3 separate regions of the Mus musculus genome follow, and all the other regions are linked to region 1. A link is a contact called in public promoter capture Hi-C data. All regions are on one chromosome and are shown on one strand. Each heading gives the region's core, a stretch centred on a gene start, on an enhancer-like site or on the middle of the called end of the contact. The rest is flanking DNA. Distances are from core to core; before and after follow the strand shown.

What was found. Promoter capture Hi-C pulls out the DNA fragments that hold promoters and counts their contacts.
Region 2: a promoter capture Hi-C map of liver shows a contact between it and region 1, with 3 times the contacts expected there. The contact joins the promoter of Ccdc160 here to the promoter of Mospd1 in region 1. A contact is called at or near these places in 5 of 39 promoter capture datasets (the C10 cell line, liver and pre-B cells).
Region 3: a promoter capture Hi-C map of pre-B cells shows a contact between it and region 1. The contact joins the promoter of Kis2 here to the promoter of Mospd1 in region 1.

The regions. Positions count from the first base shown.
Region 1 is chrX:53,368,429-53,372,123 of GRCm38.p6, reverse strand. Mospd1 (motile sperm domain containing 1) reads left to right here and starts at 1,565. Exons shown (of 6, transcript NM_001290514.1): 1 at 1,565-1,702.
Region 2 is chrX:52,789,373-52,792,831 of GRCm38.p6, reverse strand. Ccdc160 (coiled-coil domain containing 160) reads right to left here and starts at 1,632. Exons shown (of 2, transcript NM_001034059.1): 1 at 1,507-1,632.
Region 3 is chrX:52,743,141-52,746,811 of GRCm38.p6, reverse strand. Kis2 (Kaplan integration site 2) reads left to right here and starts at 2,219. Exons shown (of 1, transcript NR_003188.1): 1 at 2,219-3,671.

The DNA.
Region 1 (3,695 bases), core at 316-2,815:
GCCAGTACATATACGAATGTATTGTAGAAGGGGCACGATGCTGGAAGCAATGGCCTCTTCTGAGGGAATAGGACATGGTTACCTATATCAGGAAGAATTGCAAAACAGAATTAGCAGTGTTCTTTGCTAGTAGAATAGGGGTCAACAGTTTTTATGAAAGCGTCTGGTGGATTTAGTGGTACATGCCTGTAATCCCAGCATGATAGGAGGATCACTGCAAGTTAGAACCATCTTGGCCTCCATAACGTGTGTCAGACCAGCTAGCGCTATAGTCAGGCCACGTTTCAGACAAACAAATAAGACATGTCGTTCTTATGGAAGATTCTGAAAGGTTAGTTGGGAAAGTGACATTTCCCCTGGATCCTGAAAGATAGGTGTTCAAAAGACAGATAAGAGCATTGCACAAAGTCTGTGAGTAAAGGTCTCAGAGCCTAGGGCCCAAGTGATATCTACTGTTATAGACCCATTGATTAAGAGTAATGAGGAAGGTTTTGGGTCTTATACTTGTGCAGAGGGTACCCTTGGACCGTATTGTTCCTTTTTGAACATAATTAAGTTTGAATTTTGAAGTGTTTTCCATTTCATTTACTTTTCTTTTTTGAGACAGGGTTTCTCTATCCTGGCTGTCTTGTGTCCAGCACACTGGGTCTTGCTAGGTAGGCCAGGCTGCTGAGATATGAAGTCCTTGGGGTCTTTGGGACTTTGCCCCTTTGGTGCTTGACTTAACAGTTGTCCATTGTTCCTAGCCGAAAAGTCTTTTCTCTCTCATTTGTTGTTTGCTTGGTGTTGAGATGGGGTCTCATATATAAGCAGGCTGGCCTCAGTCTCAAAGATCTACTGCTTCCCCTTCTAAGTGCTAGGATTAAAGCCCTGTAGCAGCATACCTGCCTGAAAGACTCTAAGAATAGAGTACAGACCTGAGAATAGAGATTTCCCCTTTAAAAGTCAATTGTTATTTTGTAACTCAAATTTGTCTTAACTCAGGATCCTCCTGCCTCAGCCTTTGAATACTGGGATTATAGTCTTGTTCTACCATGCCAGGCTTGAAAAGCTTTAAGTAGAACAGCAGGGTCACCTATACCTTAGACTGAGCCAACTGGATTGCTGTCTGGGCAATAGTTTAGACAAAGTAACAGTAGAAAGAATGAATCCAAATAGGAAGCTACTGTAGCAGCATGAACAAATCCTGAACAGTCTGCTTTGCGCCGATGATAGAGTGGAGAAAGAGAGCTAGTGCTTAATACAGAGTCTCAGAGGAAGAGTCACAAGCCTTGGGTATTCATTGTATGGAATGCATTCTGAGTTGGGGAGAGGAGTGAATGAGGCAGACGTCAAAGGTCACCACCAAATGAGTGCAAAGAGATTGCACTCAGAGAAAGCCTCTAATCCTCTGGGGGCGGGTGAGGGGGGCGGAGGAAAAGGAGGGGCGGCCAGAGGACAAAGGAAGTAGTTTGAAGCATAGAGAAGGAAGAAACCCCAGAAGCCAGGTGGCAACACAGAAGCCCCGCCCCCGGCTAGACCCCGCCCCGGGCCCGCCTTTCCTTCCTCTTCTCACCCACCCCCCAGTTGCGACTCATCCTCCTGGGCGGGGAGAGGTGGCAGTCGAGTCCTCCCATATCCCAGCAGGCAGTGCAGTCTGGAGACTCTGACAAAGGAGCAGGGAGCAGTCGCAGCTGCTTTCCGAGGAGCCAGTGTTGCTGAGGTGAGAGTCCCTCAATGTCCCGTCACCCACTTTCTCTGACTTGCGGGGAAGACATGGAACTTACATGGCTGAGACCTCCCCCTCCGGTGTAGACAATGCCAGTACCCGTAGCCAGAGCTTGGCTCTGTGACTGACAGCAGGGCTGTTCAGTGCCGGGCTAAGGTGGGTGGCGGGGACCGGGCAGCGGGTCCACCGTTCTTGGACTGTTGGTGGCCCTTCTGCAGGGTCTCCAGGGCCAGCAGAGTTGTGTAGCTACCCCTGCCTAGACGAAGGCAGCCTCCGAAACCTCCCGCTGCCTGCCCGACAAGAGTTCAGTTGCCTTGGGGATGCAGCTCTAGGGACAACTCTTTGGCGGACATTGCCTGGAGGGCTGTGGGAGGGAAGTCAGTCGACTACCTAGTTTGGGATGACCCTGTCCTCGCCCTTCCTGCAGTTCAGCCGTTCCCCCCCGCGAGCAACTGGACGGAAACGGGGCGGGGGGCGACCGGAGCCAGGCGTCCCAGGATGGCTTTGCCTGAAGGGGCATGAAGGAAAGTAGAGAGACTGGGAGGGAGGGTGGTTGGTGGTCGAAGCAAGTATCTTCTTGGAATTACATAGGGGAGAAAGGAGGTAAGTGGCCTGTATCCTTACCCCTCCCTGGACCTCTGCACAGATCCTGATGGTTGCACCAGCTGCTCAGCTGTAAACAGGCTCACATGACCAGTTTCACATGGAGCCGGGTAGTGTGGAGATAGGGCTGTAAAGGCTGGGCCCCAAGCAGGTGGGGCTGGTCTTAGGCAGGAAGGTTTTAGCCCCTCCCTAGACCTCAGCCCTTAATCTTCTGCTGTTTCCCTCTGGGGAAAGTAACTGACATTTGTCTTTCTCTCACTGAAGTAGCATTGCTGTGCTAGTAGAATGGAAGGAAAGTTCACTTGGGAAAGCCACAGGGCAAGTAAGAAGTGCAAAGGGTCCTAGTATTTTGTCCTTTAAGGACATTTTAAGAGAAAGTAACCCTGAAAAAAAGTTCAAGTTCCTAAATTTTGCCTAAAAGGCAGTCCTGTTCTATTGGAACACTTTTTGTTTTTAATGTGAATTCCAGACAGGAGAAAGTCTACTCTTTTCGGGAAAGGCACACATGGGATTTAATACATTCTTAGTGACGAAAATCTTGTCCACACTTCCTGTAAGTATTAGGAAAGCTCTTTGTGTATAAAATACTACAGTCAGGAAATTGAGTAAGGAGTAGACAGCCAGCTTTTCAATTACACGTATATTTCATATATTTGGTATAGATCGGTGGTAAGTTTGGAGAACAGGAAACATGGCCAAATGTGTCTTTAAAATTTTTCAGTCCGTATTCTCAAACAGGATGTGAGATTAAACTGGTTTTTGAGGGATATGTAGAACTCACAGTGCAATAGAGGTTTCCTGCCGTGCCAGGACACTTGAAATTTTCGAATTTTTCAAATTTAAAGGGGGTTTTGGTAGACCCCCTTTACATGTAGTACACACTTGAGTGTAATGTGCAATATTCTATAGTAGAGTACTAATAGGCAAAGGCATGTTTAGTCTCAGATATTTTATATTTTTTCTCATAGAGGATTTACATGCAAATTCACCATCTGAAAACATAAAACAAACTACAAAAGCCATCCCATTCCTTCCTTAAGCCTAATAAAGACACTCACTGGGCTGAATGTATTGGCATAGCCCTTTAATTCCAGTACTCAGGTGGCAGAAGTAGGAAGGTGAATTTCTGTGAGTTCTAGGCTAGCCAGGTCTACATAGTGAGATGTCTCAAAATATTGCTACCCTCCTCCAACCTTTAAAAAAATGGTTCAAGATAAGATGGATAGTCTCTGGAGTTCTGCATGTGAGTTCCAGGACAGCCAGAGCTACATACATACATACATATATAAGCACATGACATGTATGCACACACAAAAGCAAAAAGAGAGGGTTTAAGATAGAAAATTGAGAACATTTTAATCTTCCCTAAAAGCAAAGAAGATAA
Region 2 (3,459 bases), core at 383-2,882, 580 kb after region 1:
TTGGTCACACTGGTATCTGGTAACAATGATTTTTAACTGAGTTATTTTGGGGTTTTGTTTTTAAGAAGGAAAAAGGAAAATCTCTACTGTCCTCCCTAGCTTACGAACTTCGCGGGATGACATTTTAAGGCAAGGGCTTTCATGTTTCCCCTGAAGTTTATTTGACTTAGCTCAAGTCTTCAGGGCACTTTTCTTTTGAACGTTTATGAGGCCGTCTTGGAAGCGTGCTGACAGGGATGAGTGATGCTTTGCTTACAAAGTTGAAGGTTTATGTTGGGCAAGACTCTGAGCTTCTGAACTCCCAGGATGAGATAACAACCAGAACAACTGTACTTACCCTTCCTGAGGTCCAAGGTCTTAGACCGGATGTCACTGGTCTCCTCCAGCTTGAGCTGGAAAAAACAGTTCACCACCACCACCCCCACCTCCCTACAGGAAATATAATTTAAAGAATGTCCCAAACCCATGTTATTCTCTGAAGTGTCCATTCAAGTCACAGATGCTACACCTACAATGTCTGTGGGTCTATCTGCAATGTGGCACCAGACAGAAGTCATTTCTCTTTCTAAGTTTTCAGCCCATTTTTCCAAGTGTTATGCTACCGTCTTCCTTCCTCGGGCAATACAAATGTCAAGTGGGGCAAGAACCACACTGATACTGCATTCACCACGGTTATCTCTTTACCCTGAGCATGTATTGAACAGACAAGCCACCTGTGGTGGAGACAGAAGCTTGCTGATTACAATGTGCCTACCAAGAGTCACAGGGCTGGAACCTAGGCCTGGCTTCCCTCCTTCGAGTAGAGTTAATTTGTAAAAACATGACACAGAGAAATGGTCCCGCTTTTTTTTTTTTTTTTTTTTTGCTTTCATCTTTCAGGGTTCTAACATATGGGTCAAGTGCCCACTTCCCTGGACAGAATGTCCCTTCTATTGTTTAGGCAATATGGAGAGAGAAACAAAGTGCCACCGAAAACTCAGCACTGTGTGTGGCTATGATCCTCAATTCTTTGTTATTAGTGTGAAATTATCCCTTCTTGAAGAAAAGATACGGAGTCCCCTGAGTTCCCAAGGCTTAGACTTTATTACTATGGGAGTCACATTCTTGCTATAAAGCTGTATCTTTATATGCATAGTTTGGGGATTTTTCTCTGTGAATGGTTAACTGAAACTCCTGCCATCCTTGCTTCTATGGAAAAGAAGGTGGCCAGGAACAAGATGTTGTTAGAACCCCCACTGCAGGTGACTCTTTTCACCTCCCAGTCCAGATCCTGTAGCTAGTGGGTGAATGGATAAGCTTGACCCCACTTCTCTGTCCACAACCCCTTTCCCACGCCCTGTTTCTTTTCTTTCCAAACACACGCTAGCTCCAGCCTGGGGCTCTCAAGAGAAAAAAAAAAAAACCTGCTGCTGGGACTTCCTTGGTTTTCCGCCCTCTTGCTGGGAGAGTCAGGGGGTAAAGAGGGGCGCGCCAGGGGAACCCGGGATGTCCCTTACACAGACATACCTGGAAGCGCGGGTGCGGTTGGAGAGCCCTGTCCACTCTTCCCCGAAGCCGGTCACTACCGACAGGAGGCAGCCCCTTGTTCAGTGCTAGCCACCACGACCCGGCCAGGCTGGCCCGGGGCAGAGCCTCTGCAGTGCAGCTCCAGCGCGGGCCGCACTGTTGCCTAGCAACCAGGCGGATGGATTTAAAGGGACCGGGCACTGAAGGAACCGGTCGCTGCAGGTTGAGTACTGCTGCTAGTCAGGGAGTCAAGGCCGGACCAGAGCACTGAGCATGCCCGGTAGGGCGGCCACTGTGGTGGCTTCTGCCAGGCAAGAGATAGGAAAGCAGGGAGAAGACGCTGAGTCAGAATAGGAAAGGTCAAGAAAATGCTAGGCAAACCCATGCACCGCTGGGACTATTAGACTAGATGTGGGAGATTCTCAAGGCTATGTGACCACCGACTGTGGAGAAATGGAGAGGCAGTTGCATAGGGTTAATCCCCTAGATTTGGTATTTAGTAACAGGATGTTATGGAGGATTCGCTTTGGAAGACCTTAGGTTGGAGTCAGGGTTGCTAATAATGTGGGAGTTGCATCATATCCCCATCTCTACCTTATGTACCTGTCGAAGGTCAGTCCAATGGCTTAGCCAGAAGTTCTACATTAGGCAAAGCACTAAAAAGAACCTTGAGTCAGAACCTGGCTCTACCTGTGTAAAAAATGAGGCCTGTCTCTCCATCCATATTGTCTCCATTTATCACTCAAGAATTTGCCTAAGTTGTTCTTGAACCCATTTGAATGTAAAAACGTTGAGGACAACTAGTTTACACTATACTCAAGGGTTAAAAAAAAAAATCACTCCACCCCATAATCAGCATCCAAACGCTGACACCATTGCATACACTAGCAAGATTTTATTGAAAGGACCCAGATGTAGCTGTCTCTTGTGAGACTATGCCGGGGCCTAGCAAACACAGAAGTGGATGCTCACAGTCAGCTAATGGATGGATCATAGGGCTCCCAATGGAGGAGCTAGAGAAAGTAGCCAAGGAGCTAAAGGGATCTGCAACCCTATAGGTGGAACAACATTATGAACTAACCAGTACCCCGGAGCTCTTGACTCTAGCTGCATATATATCAAAAGATGGCCTAGTCGGCCATCACTGGAAAGAGAGGCCCATTGGACTTGCAAACTTTATATGCCCCAGTACAGGGGAACACCAGGGCCAAAAAGGGGGAGTGGGTGGGCAGGGGAGTGGGGGTGGGTGGATATGGGGGACTTTTGGTATAGCATTGGAAATGTAAATGAGCTAAATACCTAATAAAAAATGGAAAAAAAAAATCACTCGCTTTCCCCAGTCACCCAAATTTTCTCTTTAAGTTTTAAAGCTTCCTCACAACTTTCGAGGGGTTTCTTGGGTGACAAAACCCCGCCTCCTTAATCATATTATTTATTCTAAACATGCTATTTTGTGGAACAAATAAATGGTCTCCTCAGGCTTTGATTAGTCGGTTGCACAGTGTAAATTTTATAGCCCATGCCGGGCTGAGACTGGAGGCTGTGAAACACGGGGTTTTGCGGGCACCAGATAGCAAGAGAAAGAAAGGGAAATGACGGCTCTGGGGTCTCCAGGGAAAGATGGTTTAAGTTCATTTTAAAAGTTACAATCTAATTTAAAAGACCTAACAGGTGAGTGACTTGGGAACAATACCGGAGCTACTTTTTGAAAATTCAAACCTTGGGAACCGGATCTAACAGGTGTCTGGGAACCGGCAAGGCTGCATTCAGATGCCCCCAGGCCCTGTTCTCTGGCTGCCTTTGCCTCCTTAGAGAACCAAAGTCAACAAGGTAGATGTCTCATGTCACTGTGTGTTTTATTAAAGACCCTGACAGAATTGGCCTGTGGGATTCCATGAGCTTCTTGATACTAAATTTCCAAATTGCCCCGTTTTTAATCAGTGGCTTTCCTTG
Region 3 (3,671 bases), core at 970-3,469, 630 kb after region 1:
GTAATAGCAAAAGACAAAAATAATTTACTTTGTGTGTTAAAATGCCCTAGTTTTCTATAATCTCTATCTTGTACTTAGTTAAATTTTCCCTGCACAAGAAAATAACTGAAATGGAAGAAATTATTTTCTCTAGCTGAGGAACTCGATCCAGGCATTCTATATAGTGCAAACTTAAAAACAAAGGAACAACAACAAAAACAAGAAAATATCCTGGAAAAGTTTACCTAAAATACCTTATTCGGGGTATTGTTCTGACTTTAGAAGGGAGGGGTGGAGAGGGTTGAAAACTGGGGTGGGGGTGGGAAGACCATGGGAGGATAGTTTGTTTAATGAACTGTTAAAATTTGGAAATTCTTAAGTGGGGTCCCTCACCACGGCATTGAAACCATCCTCTTAATTTCATTTTAGGCAGGCTGCATCTACTTGTACTCATCTCATAGGATATTTTCATCTCTTCCAGCTCTCTTCTGTCTCTTAACCAAGACGCGTAGTCCGGGTGACTGTTGGTAGTGAGGTTTCTTTGGGAAAATATTCCAAAATCGGGGTAATGGGTTTTCTCATTCTGATGCTCAAGGGAATGTGTTTACTCGTTCCCAGCGCTCCCACTGCAGCTGCAGGGCACAATTAATTATGTTAATAATTTGCGAGAAGCGGATGTAACTCCCCAACTCCTCCCCCCCGGGGGGGTGACAAAAGGGGAAGGAGACATCCTGGGGTCCGACCACGTGATATTATCTTCGCGCCACTTTTACAACCCTCCCCCAGGTTTTGCTTGAGCTCATTGAGGTTTTTTTTTTTTTTAAATCCTGCTTTAATACAATGTCTCTTAAAAGAGGGTCTGAGATATGTTTCCACACCTCTCCATCACTAGCTACCTTTAAAGGTCCAAAGTTGGATTGCAGTCCATGCAACTCTCACAAGCGAGATCTGATTGGATATTAAATTTGGGCTTGCATAGTTTCCAGAAAGCATCAAACAGATGCTCTGGCATACGGTGGGAGGTCTGTTTGTGCGGGTGTTTGAAAGTGGAAGGCAGCCCACCTGTAGGAGTAACACACATTGGAGTAACGAGGGTGCTTTGCATCACTGAGACCTGAGCTGAGCCTGCAATTCTGCTTGAGCTCCACCGCTGGCCAGGGAGCAGGAGACAAGTCTTAGGAGTCTTTCAGTCCTTAGTAATCCGCTCGCCTGAACCCCTACTGTGCACCAGATTGAAACTCACGTGGTGCTCTTGTTCCCTTTTGAGCTTTGAACTGCCACAATCACCCAAGGCAACAGTGTTAGGGAGTAAGGGACCTGTCTTCGTTTCTGAGCCCCAGCTCATCCCTTCCAGTGTCCCCTCTCCTGATAGTGCGTGCTCAGTAACTTCAGGTTTATTTGTTATCTGGTCAATCACTCTTTCCACCATCTAACTCACCAAATATCTATCCTCTTGGACCCGTGCCCTCCAACAAAGCAGAGAAAGTATAGTATGGTTATCCTTTTTTGCCCCATAACCTCCTAGTATGCTTAATTTTGTATTGACGCTAAATCATAATTTTAGTTTTGTACTTGGGATGTGCTTTTAAACAGCCTTCTCTCAAATGAGTCTTAGCTGTGGAAGGGGGAAAAGCAAGGTAATTGGCATCTGTGCGTGCACCCAAGGGACATTACCATTCATAATGCCTGCTAGGAAACTGATTTAAAGGGTAAAGGTGGCGTTCAGCAAGTGTGAAACTTCAGCAGTAGCTTCACATGCCAGAACTGAAAACTTTCACATGGGCAGAGTGGATATGCCGGGTATGTATTTCTTCTCTCCTACAGACTTTCGGGACACTTTCAATCTAGCTGTGAGGTAGTGCGCATGCGCGCACTCGTTGGGACGTGGGGACACCTGGGTCCCACAACTGCTTGGGCCTCGTAGCCTATCTCCAGAGGGGGATGGGACAAGCGCTTCAGGAGCCTGACCGGACAAGGTAGTAATGAGTGCGCCATTCTGGGCAGGCGACTGTGGCACTGGTTTAGACTGGCATCCCATGGGTGCTTGGATTAAGGAAGGACTCTGGTGTTGGGGACAGAAGGGCAAGGCTGAGGGAGCGGGTCCTGTGTGTCACTGGGGCACCGTGGGCTTTGGCCTGGGCGGTGTGGGGGTTCCATTTCCTAATTCCTGTGTGGGCCGAGTGGGCGGGGGCGGGCTTTCCCCCCTAGGCTATTAAAGGCGAAGGGCGGGCTTTTCCCAGGGATCGGGCTTTGGGACGCAGCTCGAGGTGACGGACCGCTGCCACAGGCTCGTGTGCACAAGTGGTGCTGCGCGGACACTTTGGGGGTTAGGTGTGCGTGGGCCGCCGGGGCGCGTTTCCTGCACGTGGCTCCTCGCCGCCCTCCCTCCTCCACCAGCTAGGAGAGCAGAGGGCCAGGAGCTCTAGGAAGATGCGTGCGGTTCCCTGATCCTGGCAGGCAGGACAGCAGCGGGATGGTCGCGCGCGCCACCTGCCAGGGCGGGTCACTGGCAGATCCCCTACGCGCTTGTTCTGGATGACTGGACCAGGAGATGCGTACCTCCGCGGGCGCAGCTGTGATCCCAGAGAGTTAACTAAGGTGGGAGGGGATGGAGCTGGCAAGACTTGAGAAAAGCAAAGTACCTGAGTGTAGTTGAGGGGTGCCAGGCAACTCGTGAGAAAAGGACTCTCCCTTGTTGCTCTGAAGGTTTCTGGAGAACTTGTGGGTGGTCAAATGCCAGGGTGCACGTGGGGTGTGGGGCGGGAGGACTCCCGACCTACCTTGGTTTCCCTCCCACCAACCCGAGAATGGAGGGAGAGGCTTAAGCTTGGCGCGTTTTGGGGGCTTTGAATGGAGAACTCCGTTTCCCATAATGCTTTGTTTCTTTCTGTTTAATTTTGGTGGCCGCTAAGGTGTCTTGAAGACCTAAGCGCGTGGCATGACTGGCTGGAGCACACCCTGCGTTCCCAGGAGGTTCACAGATCTCTACTGGAGCCGCTGCTGAAGATGCGGGAATAGACCAGAGAAAATCCCGAAATGGTAAAAGACTGGGTCCTCTTTGCAATTTTAGAAGTTGTACAGCGACTTTCTAGTATATATGATGGAGAGCAGATGTGTTAAAGAAAGGTATTAGCTAGAAGGAGCTTTCTCTGGAGGGCTGAGGTATGGTTTTGCGAAGTTGAGTCAGGTTTTGTAATATATTTTTAGTGGAGGCAAAAATCTCTAGTTGTAGGAACCCAGTTCAAGAAGAAAAGTATAATAAGCCAATACTTGCACTATAGGAAGCAGATTTCATATTTACTTCAAAAGTTTTGCTAATTTATATTTAAAATGTTTTAAGAACTATCTTAGTCACTAAGTGGCTTCGAAAAGTTCCAACATTTAAAATATCCTTTCTCATTGAACACATTTCAAGTTTTGTGTCCCTGAAGTTTATTGGTGTCCCCCCATCAACACAAACATTCCATCATGGGAGGGAGGGAGCTCGTGACCCCTCAGACTGTCCTCTGCAGCATTTTCCTGGGTAAGATACACACTTGGAAATGAGAGAGGTTTTTCCTGTGGAAGATAATGACATGAAGCCAAAGAGCTAATCTGACTTCTTTAGGTTTAATGGAGAAAATGGGTCCATAAATGTTTAAACAGAAGTAGAGCCCTTTGAAATAGATGAAAATGTGACATCTCTAGGCCAT